Regions from separate parts of the Oryctolagus cuniculus genome. Here region 1 is linked to region 2. A link is a contact called in public Hi-C data. All regions are on one chromosome and are shown on one strand. The core of a region is the stretch at or near the end of the contact, and the rest is flanking DNA. Distances in the headings are between cores, read along the strand shown.

The links. A called contact is a pair of places that touch in the nucleus more often than the background predicts.
Region 1: a Hi-C map of an unstated tissue shows a contact between it and region 2, with 3 times the contacts expected there. The contact joins the enhancer-like site here to the promoter of OXTR in region 2. A contact is called at or near these places in 2 of 6 Hi-C or Micro-C datasets (ear pinna and an unstated tissue).

What each region holds. Positions count from the first base shown.
Region 1 is chr10:117,812,772-117,817,738 of mOryCun1.1, reverse strand. No RefSeq gene overlaps it. Among named protein-coding and RNA genes, the nearest start is that of SSUH2, 6.9 kb to the left of the region's middle. Within about 2 kb of position 2,353, at least 1 of the 8 cell types and tissues checked has an H3K27ac peak or open chromatin away from gene starts, as enhancers often do.
Region 2 is chr10:117,760,247-117,765,061 of mOryCun1.1, reverse strand. It overlaps OXTR (oxytocin receptor), which reads right to left and starts at 1,983. Exons shown (of 2, transcript NM_001195839.1): 1 at 1,047-1,983. The coding sequence starts at 1,983.

The DNA.
Region 1 (4,967 bases), core at 1,104-3,603, 52 kb before region 2:
ACAAAGGCCAGAGCTGTGGGGCACCAGGTCAAGCTGCTGTCTACTGTGTTAGCATCACATATGGGTGCTGGTTGGAGTCTGGGCTGCTCCACTTCCGGTCTAGTTTCCTGCTAATGTGCCTGGGAAAGCAGTGCAAGATGGCCCATGTGCCACTCACAGGGGACCTGGAACAAGCTCCTGGCTTTGCTGTGGCTCAGCCCTGGCCGTTGTGGCCATTTGGGGAATGAACCAGAGGGACTTCTGGAACCCCATGGGGAGCAGGGGGCAGTGTGTGTTCGTCCAGCGCCGGAAGCGAGCTGCACCCCTTGGGGCAGAACTGGACAGCCCCAGGGCCAGCGAGTCCTCAGCAAGGCCCATGTCCCACGACCCCAACCTAACATCTATCTCCCCACAGGCCTTTCTGCTCCCCTCCTCCAGCCGCACAACCTGGAGAGCTCGGATCACCCCAATTGCTGCCTCCCCTCTCCACTCTCACCCTAACCTCCACCTCTGTGGCGACTGCCCCATCCAGGCTGATCCACACACCGTGCATCGCCCAGCAGCTCGGCACGGCTGGGCCAGCCATCAGGAGTTGTCCTAAACCCCGCAGCCGACAGGGGACCACCAGGGACAGGGGAAGTGGCGGGTCCTGTACCAGAGACGGAAGAGCAAGAGATGAGGAGGTCATGCACTCACTCGGGCTCCCTGTGGGGTCCCCAGTCACTCCACCCAGGCCACAAGGCCCCTCCTCCTGGCTCTCCCTCCCCCTGCACCTGCCTTCCCCTCCCCCTACCAGGGCTGCGGATGACCTGTGAGCAGGAGAGCAACCCCTGGCCTGGGAAGGCAGCGACGTGACCAGCTCCCAAGGCCTCTGCGTGTTCTCTGCTGCTACCCCTGTAGCTCAGGGTCGCTAACACAGCCACGTCCCACAGCGCGATCTCAACACCCACTCCCACGGGCCACAGCCCCTACCCTAGCACACAGGGCCACACAGGAAAGAAAGGAGAGGGACCAGAAGTCTCTCCGCACTGCACTGTGATCTGATGCCTCCTCTTTCACACCTCCTGTGGCTCCCAAGGACCATGGGGACACACACACATCCCCCACCCCAGCTCCAAACAGCCTTCCTCAGCCTTTCCTAGCTCCAGCCATTGCGACCACCTGGAGAGTGAGCCAGTAGATGGAAGACCTCTCCGTCTCCGCTCTTTCAAATAAGTGAATACGTCTTGAAGGGGGGGAAAAGTGAATGGCTGCCTGCCTCCGAATGCCCATATGTAAACTTCTGTGATTTGCATGTAGACACACACTGGCATCTTTAAAAAGCATAAAAGGAACCGCGCCTACACACCGCTCAGCACCTCTCATCAGGAACAAATGCACGCTGGCCGTCCTGTGCCCCTGCTCACGGCTCCCCCCCACACCGCCCACTGGGGTCAGCGAGCTGCTGCCTTCACGGCCCACGTTGCATTCAGCACGCACTTAGCTGGGGCCAGCTCTGCGCTAGATGCCAGTAACAGAAGACCAAGATGGTGTCCACACACCTTCTGTTTTGTAATCACAAGTCTATGTTTGGATGAGATCCTTAAGATTCTTCGTACATTTTAAGGAAACTGATACATGCTAAAAAAGCAGCGTAGAACAAGGCATGGCGGCCCCCAAGCCCTCAAGGCGACGGTGCAAAGTGAGGGTGCCCTCTGCACCCACAGCCCTGCAGCCCTGTCCCTCTAACAACTCTGAGGTATGAAGGAGTCAGGACAGGCAAGGTCTGGGTCAAGGGCAAGACCAGGACTGAAGCCAGCTCCCCCCAGACCCCAGGAGCAGGCAAGGAGGGAGGGGAAACAGCCCCTGCCTGGGTCCCAACTGCTTCCTCACGGGGTAGCCCTGTGCAACCTCCTAACCCCCTGTGCCTCAGTCTTCACATCAGGAAAATGGGGCTGGTCCTCCTGGAGAGACTCAGATGAGAGCCCGTGCACATGTGTGGGCAGCGCAGGGCCTGGTATCCCCTGTAATCTCTCCACGTGGATGCCAGTGCCATCCATAGGATTGCTTTTCCTCAGGCGGTACTGGGGGACAGCATCGACCCCCAAGGACCCCTGCCAGGCACCCCAGAAATTGGTGAGTAAGAGCTTCTGGTCTCTGCCTGGCTGATGGGACGAGGAAGGGGCGCCCAGCCTCCCTACCAGGGCAGGGCCAGGGCCAGGGCTGTCTGCTTCCTGCTGGCCGGCAGCCACGAGGTCAGGCTGGGTAGGGCGCATTCTTGGGCTCCCCAAGGTAAAAATAGCTCTGCTTTGTTCTGCGCTGCAGCACGCTCTCGGAGCCTGGCAGGCTGCCCACGGCACGGGCAATGCCCAGGCTATTTCAGGCCGCCCCGCCTGTGCCTGCGAGAGCGTCTCCTCCTTCACACCCGCAGGCCCGAAGGAAACTGTGCCTGCTCGGTGCCCCTCCGTGAACCACGGTCATGGCCGTCCACACCGCAGCAGCCATACTCGGACCCAGCCGCCGCGATCCCGGTCAGGAACCCGGCACCTGCAGGCCACGCGGCTGCGGGAAGCCTTGAGTACAGCAGCCCTTGGAGACCTGCTTCCCAGAAAAACACACTGCGGCTCAGAGGAGTTGCACACTTCAACGCCAGCGCCGCGCTGAGATTCAAACCAGGGTCCCCTGACTCCAAAACGCACGCTCACGCCTGCAGCCCCTTCCGCTGACACCTGCTGCGTAGTCACAGAGCCTCCTGGAACCCACCCCACCCCCGTTCTGCTCTCTGACAGGCACTCGTGCTTGGTGCCACCCTGTGCTCTGTGTTCTTACCTGGGTCCATCTGGTCCCCCAGCCTCTCTCCATCCATTGCCTCCCCTCCCCCACCGCGCCCTGCTCTAGCCCCACCTCCTCCAGGCAGCCCTTCCTTGCCCCTCCCCACCAGGACCATGGCGAGCTCTTTCATCCACTCCCACTGGTCTTTTAGCAACTGAAGGGTAGCTGACGGCGACACTGAGCCCCAGGAACCCGGATGTTTGATGACAGGCAGTGAGCCCTGCCTCACCTTCGTCCCGGGGGAGACTTTCTCTCTCTCTCTCTTCCAAATGTGTATGCCATACAAAGCACAGAGCGCAGGGCCCTGTGTGCCGGACACACGGACATGTGGGAGCTCCAGGGGAACTGGTCTGTAGCAGAATCCCGGTAGGCACCTGCTGCGTGCAACACTCCCACCTGTGGTCTCACACAGCCCTCCTGACACCACACACCTGAGTCCCAAGTATCCGTTCAGAACCCTGACTTAGTCTACCCTGGTGCTGACAGCCACACCGCTAACTCCAGCCCCTGCCCCACACCTGCCTTCAAAGACAGGATGTGACAATGTCCCCTGGGCTGCAGGTGGCCCCAGGCTCCAGGGACACCGAATGGGGACAAACCACCCACAGAAAACTGAGACTAATGAATCGCTTTGGAATCTCTCCAAGCGCAAGAGAAGTACCAGGCACCATGCATGCTCATGTTGCTGCCACCACTTAGAAAGGGGTGTGTGTGCTCCCTTCAGAGGCCACCTCAGAGACGGGCTCCTCGTGGGAAGATCGTGGTGGCATTAACAAGGACATCCCGTGCCAGCCCTGCTCCACAGCTCCGCAGTCATGCTCCCTGGCTCATCATGCATGCAGGCGTGCTCCGAGCCTCACCACACCCCCAGCACCAGGATCTGCATCAAGCCCATGTTACAGATAGGAGGGCCAGCGCTCATGGAAGTGAGACGACAGCCTGCCCCGGGCTCCTGGTTCCCATGTCCCGCCGAGGTCTGCGAGATCCATGCCCGAGCTTTACCGGGCTGCATTGTTCTGCTTCCTGGAGCCCTGCAGATGGCCCACCCCTCACATCTTACACAAGAAGGAGCAGAACCTGGGGGGAACTGCAGGGCACACACCGAGCCCAAGGGTGCTGCTGGAATCAAGGCTCCTCCCATAGGACTCGGATCTCTGGGCCCTGGGACTTCGTGAAAAACCAAGACAAAAGGACAGAACAGCGCAGAGAATCAGGAAGCTGTGGGCAGGAGTCAGAGTAGGGTGGGAACCACAGCAGTGGGGTGGGGTGGGGTGGGGTGGGGTAGGGGTGTCTGGGCAGCAATGTCGTTTCCAAGTCTGCTGAGTCAGAGAATTCCAGCCTCCATCAACGCGGGGATGGCCACCAGGGGGCGCTGGGAATGTGCTTTGACAAAGCCCTGGCCAGTAGCAACCCCTCCCTAATTCCCCACCCTGGGCTTCCCATGGGTACCCCAGGGGACACAGGAGGTAGAAGACCCCCAGACAAGCTTATCATTTTTCTTAAAAAAATTATGCCTCTTCTAAGAAAATTCTGTTTTCTTGCAGCTATACGTGGGGAAGAGGGAACTCTGCTTCTAACAGGTGAACAAATTTCTTCCTGGGTTAGAAAGAGAGATTCTTGAAGACCCAGATGACCTGACGCAAGGCACTGGCAGATCCGGGAGCCTGCGGCTGCTGCCGGCCCAGGAAGCACTCACAGCCGTGGGACAGAGTCGGGAGGCCATGGGGACTTCTGCACCTGCTAGAAGGTGACACGAGGTCAAGGGGCATGGGGAGGTGACCTCTCTCATGGCCTCACACTCTTCTTCTTGCAATTTCAGGTTGCAAGGGCTTTCCCACTGGAACGGGCAGCCATGTTGCTCAGCTCCTGGTGTGGGATTCCCACCAGAGTCTTCATGAGTAGATTCCCTTCCCTTAGACTTGGGAACCACACAGCCCACACAGCCACACATGGAGGCCCTGACAGGGAGCACCCACCAACATACCCATCCATCTGTCCACCCACCCACCCATTGACACATCCATCCACCCACCAACCATGCATCCATCAGTCTACCCATCTACCTACCTACCCATCCACCCATCCACTGATGTATCCACCCATCCACCCACCATTCATCCATCTATCCATACACCCAGCCACTAATGCATCCTTCTATCCATCTACTCATCCATCAA
Region 2 (4,815 bases), core at 734-3,233:
AGGGGTCCGGGCCAGGCAGGAAGTGTCCCTGATCCCTTGCAGTGTCGGTGTGGCGCCCACCGCACCCTGTTCTTCCTGGGAGGGTTCTCACTGCCTTCGCTGGTCTGGCCCTGACAGCCCTGGGTAGGGCGTGGCCGGGGGCTGCACAGCGGCGGTGTCAGGCTAGGTTCAGTGAATATCGAACAGCAGGTGGCCCGGCCACCAACACTCTGCTCGTGTGAGCGGGGGGGGGGGGGGGGGGGGGGTGTATGTGGCTTCCTGCAGGGATCAGAGCAGGGTGAGCACAAAGCAGCTCCAACTCTTAGGGCCAGCTGCCAGGCTCCAGCCACAAGCACCCGAGCCCGGGGTGCTCTCTGACTTGGCCCAAGAACTGGAGCCCCACCGCGAGCCCTGTCCTCAGCTGCCCTCCAAGCTGGAAGGCACATCCCCACCCCCCGAGACCACCTGCCGCCCCCCCCCCCCCCGTGCCGGCAGGTACCTGCCCAGCTCCCTCCTCTTGCCGCAGGTCGAAGCAGTGCCCTTCCTGGGCACCCGGCCCTGAGGCCTCCAACCCGCCAGCTGAGGTCTCGGGGTTCTGCTCTTTCTCCAGCGGTGCCTTCCAGGTCCCTTCTCAGCGCCTGGCTGGATGTCCGGCTCCCCCTTCCCAGGCTGCCCTCACCCCAACCCTAAAAGCGCCGGCTCCACTGAGGATGGACTTAAAGCCGGAGCTTGAGCAAGGTGTGGTTGGAAACTTACCTGCCCCACTGCTTAGCCCGGCCGGGCAGAGGGGTTACCTGCACCTCCTGGTCCTCAACCATGCGCAGCCCCCACCCGGCCAAGCAAGGGCTTCACCCGTGTTTTTCCCCCACTGCGTGGCGGGGTGTGGAACGTTCATTGCCACTTGACAGAGCGGTGAGTTGAAGCTCAGCTCATCCACCAGGAGCCTAGTACAGCCGGGACTCAGAGCCGCCTGCCCCAGCACAGGGGGGTCCCCGCCTGTCCCCGGGAACCCTGCAGGCCCCGCCCACCAGCTCCCTCCACCAGGTCCCTGGTGCGCCAGGCGCTACCTTCCTTGGGCGCGTCAGCATCCCAGACGCTCCACATCTGCACGAAAAAGAATGGCGTCCAGCACACGATGAAGGCCAGCACGATGATGAAGGTCATCTTGACCGTGCGGATCTTGGCCTTGGAAATGAGCTTCACGCTGCTGACCCGCGCCAGGGCTGCGCGCTCTGCGCCGCCCGCCGCCGCGGCAGCCGCTGCCCCCTCGGGCCCCGCGGCCGCCGCGGCCGCCGCCAGCGTCTTGAGCCGCAGGTTCTGCCAGATCTTGAAGCTGATGAGGCCGTAGCAGGCGGCCAGCACGATGACGGGCACGATGTAGACGGCGAGCGTGATCCACGTGACGTAGGCCTTGGGCCCCCAGGGCTGGATGAAGACCGCCCAGCAGTCAAAGACGCCCTCGGCCACCTCGCGCAGCGAGAAGATGTGCACCTGCGGCGCGCTGGCCACCAGGCAGCCGAGCCACGTGGCGAGCACCGCGAGGCGGTCGGTGCGGCGGCGCAGCGTGCGCAGCGGCCGGCAGATGGCCAGGCAGCGGTCCAGCGACATGAGCAGCAGCATGTAGGTGGAGGCAAACATGCCCACCACCTGCAGGTACTTGACGAGGCGGCACAGCAGGTCGGGCCCGTAGAAGCGGAAGGTGATGTCCCACAGCAGCTGCGGCAACACCTGGAACACGGCCACCACCAGGTCGGCAATGCTCAGGTGCTTCATGAAGAAGAAGAGGCGCGAGTGCTTGTGGCGCGTGGTGCGCAGCGCCAGCAGCACGCACACGTTCCCGCTCAGCGCCAGGAAGAGGATGAGGCACAGCACGGCCACCTCCACGCGCGCTAGGGCCTCGTTGCGCTGCGGCGGCCCGACCGTGCCGTTCTCCGTAGTCCCCGGAGACACCGCACTCGCGCCCACCGCCTCCGTGCTCCAGTTGGCCACCAGCGCGCCCTCCATGCCCACGGCCGCCGCCGCCGTGTGCGCCCCCGGCCTTCGGGCCCTTTAAGTTTGTGGCGCCCGACAGCAGCCCCCGAGGGCCCGGGGCGCTCCGGCCCCTTTTCCGGAGACCCCGCGGGCCGCTCAGCTGGATCCCGCCCTGAAACAAAGGAGGGGGGGGTCATGAGACGGTGTGCGCATGGGCCGCACCTGTCCCCAAATAACCGGGGAGTTCAGGGCATAGCTGCCACCCCACAAGTCCCCTCTGAGAAAGCCCTGAGCCGCTTCCATTGGGGAGGGGGCATCCTTTGGGACTGGGGCTCGCACCACAGCGCCCTCCCTAGGGAAGCCCCAGCCCACCCTCGGCTGCTGCATGCGGGGACCCCGCAGCCCTCCACAACAGGACACTGCTAGCAAACCTTCCTCCGGAAATCCCCAGAGAGCCCCGCTTGGGACCTTCGGGTCCAGGACGCTCAGCCCCTCGCGCCCTGAACCTGGAAAACCTCAGAGCCAGCTGGCCCCGCGGGGTTCTTCGGCCACCCTTGGTCTCCGAGGAAGCGGGCGCGCTTCTGTGGCCCCGACCATCGAGCACTCCACATCTCCACCACGCATGCTTTGCACCCTCTCGGGGGACCCTGCGCGCTGCTCCAAGCGCGCAGGGCTCCCCGCCGCCTCCCCTGAGGTCCCAGCCGCCCGAGCGCTGGACCCAGCTACCTTGCACCGCGTCCGTCCGCAGGCTATCCTCGAGGTGGCGGCACGGGGACTTGGCCCCGATGGACGTGTGCGTTCCCTGCCGGGGTTGGGAAGGCTGCGGCAGGCGCCCTCAGGGGATTCCGTGCAGGGATCCCGAGGCGCGGCTGGAAGCCCCTGGCCGGAAGCCCTGCTGGCCGCCGGGTGCGGACGGAGCGCTTGAGGAAGCGCAGCGCGGTCGCCGGTGGCGGCTTTAATGCAGCGGGGCAAGGCTGCGGAGCCACGGGGCCCCGCTAGGGGGCGGGGCCCGGCCGTGCAGACCGCGCTACCCCTGCGCGCCCAGGCTGGTCCCCGCGGCACGGAGCGGGCCGGTCTCGCAGAGCACGCACGTGCGCCCGAGCGGGTGACCACTCGTCACCAACCCGCCCTCTCTCCTCCTCCCTGGGCTCAAGCTCGCGGCGCTTTCGGGGAAGCCGGAGGCTCGGTCGGTGCCTTGCGATATGCTGACAAAGTCGCACCTGCGCGGGGCTGGTCCCACCCCAGCTGCCTTCAGCAGCTCGCTCGCCCGCCTAACGTTGCCCAGCAGAGGGTCGGGCGGGATCTGCAGGAGGCTGGGGCTCGCCAGGCTCCAAAGTGAGACGCAGGAGACAGCCTCGCCACCGCCGCATTTCCCTCCTGCTCCAAAACCCACCCCTCCCCGCACTGATTTGCATTGGCTAACAATGAAGGCAGAAAAAAAAAGCTAGGATTCAAAACTGAACAGTGCTTTTTATTATGTATTAAGTGAGCCATTTCCTCCTGCCATTTCTGTCTCTCTCTTTTAATCATCCGGAGAGAAAACAGAGCCGGGCTGGAGCCGGGAGCGTCCCCAGCGGCCCGGGGTTGGCTCAGGGTCCCCACCCTTGGGAGCTGTATCACGCGTGAACCAAGGAGAGTAATTGACCTTGAGTGCATCCTTTCTTTTCTCTGGGCATCAGTCTGCCTGCAGGTAACCAGAGAATGCCGGCCCAGACAGCCTGTGCGCAGTAAGCCACCTGAATCCACATCGACACCTTTGGCTAAGGAGTGAACAGCCCACAAGAACCCCTGACAGGGAATTTAGGGAGTAAAATCCTGGGCGGGCAGAGCCCAGCCCGCACCTTCTCCTGGCAAAGCCGCTGTTAGGATGCCAAGCAGCCCAGGGGCTCACCTGCGCACAGGTAACAATGCCTGATTCCGGATCACTCAGCAAGAACACGCAGGTCTCACCCGAAAGCTGAGTTCTCTGACCTGCCTTCATCCGATTAAAAAAAAAAATGACAACATGGTCCCTCTCTGCTGAGTTACTTCTCAGTGTGTGCCGAATCCAGGCAGGGAAGGGAGAGGGTCTGTCCTGGGGCTCCCCTGAGAACTCCAACAGCCAGCGAGACCTGCCCCTACCTCCTCACACATCCCCAGGGCGAAGATGAGGAACACACGAGTGGGGGTGGGAGGAGTGCCAGACTGGTCTCACAGCTGGAGGGTAAGGCTCAAGGGTGGGCTCTCCCAGACCCGGAACTAAAAGAGCACTTCTCAGGGAGGTGCAGACGGGAAGGCATGGTGGGGGCAGACGCTGCCAGCCACTGGGAGGCACCGCCGGTGCCTGGGCCATCTCTGATGCTTAACCAACACCCGTGGGTGTGGAACGGCCTGAAACCTGCCAAGGAGACTGGGGTTCACGTTGTGGCTCCACACTCCCCAAACGTGGCAAGGAGTGAGCAGGTTCCCTGGCGACTCAACACCTGCTGGTGTTGAAATCGAACACAAAGAGGAGCAGCTTCCGTTCTCCTCCTGCTCTGTGTCATCAATTGCCATTTCGGCAAGGGGGAAGTCTGATGGCACGAAAACGACGGAGGTGACGGCGCAGCGATGGCTGGGGTTTGGGGACGGCGGGCAGGAGGACGGTAAGCCGGGCAGCACCCTGGGGGCTGTGGGGAGCACAGGGCTATGGTCTGAGAGTTCCTGCGCTGGAAGCTTCATCTTCACACTGTGTGTGAGTCCCAGGGATGAGGGCCTGAGGGTGGCCCCCGGATGGCAGGAGCAGCTTCGTACGAGGAGGAAGAGGGCCCTGTGCTGGCCACACGCCTCCCCCCACGTTAGGATGTGACCAGGCGGTGAGCAGGTGCTGGCACGGTGCACGTAGCC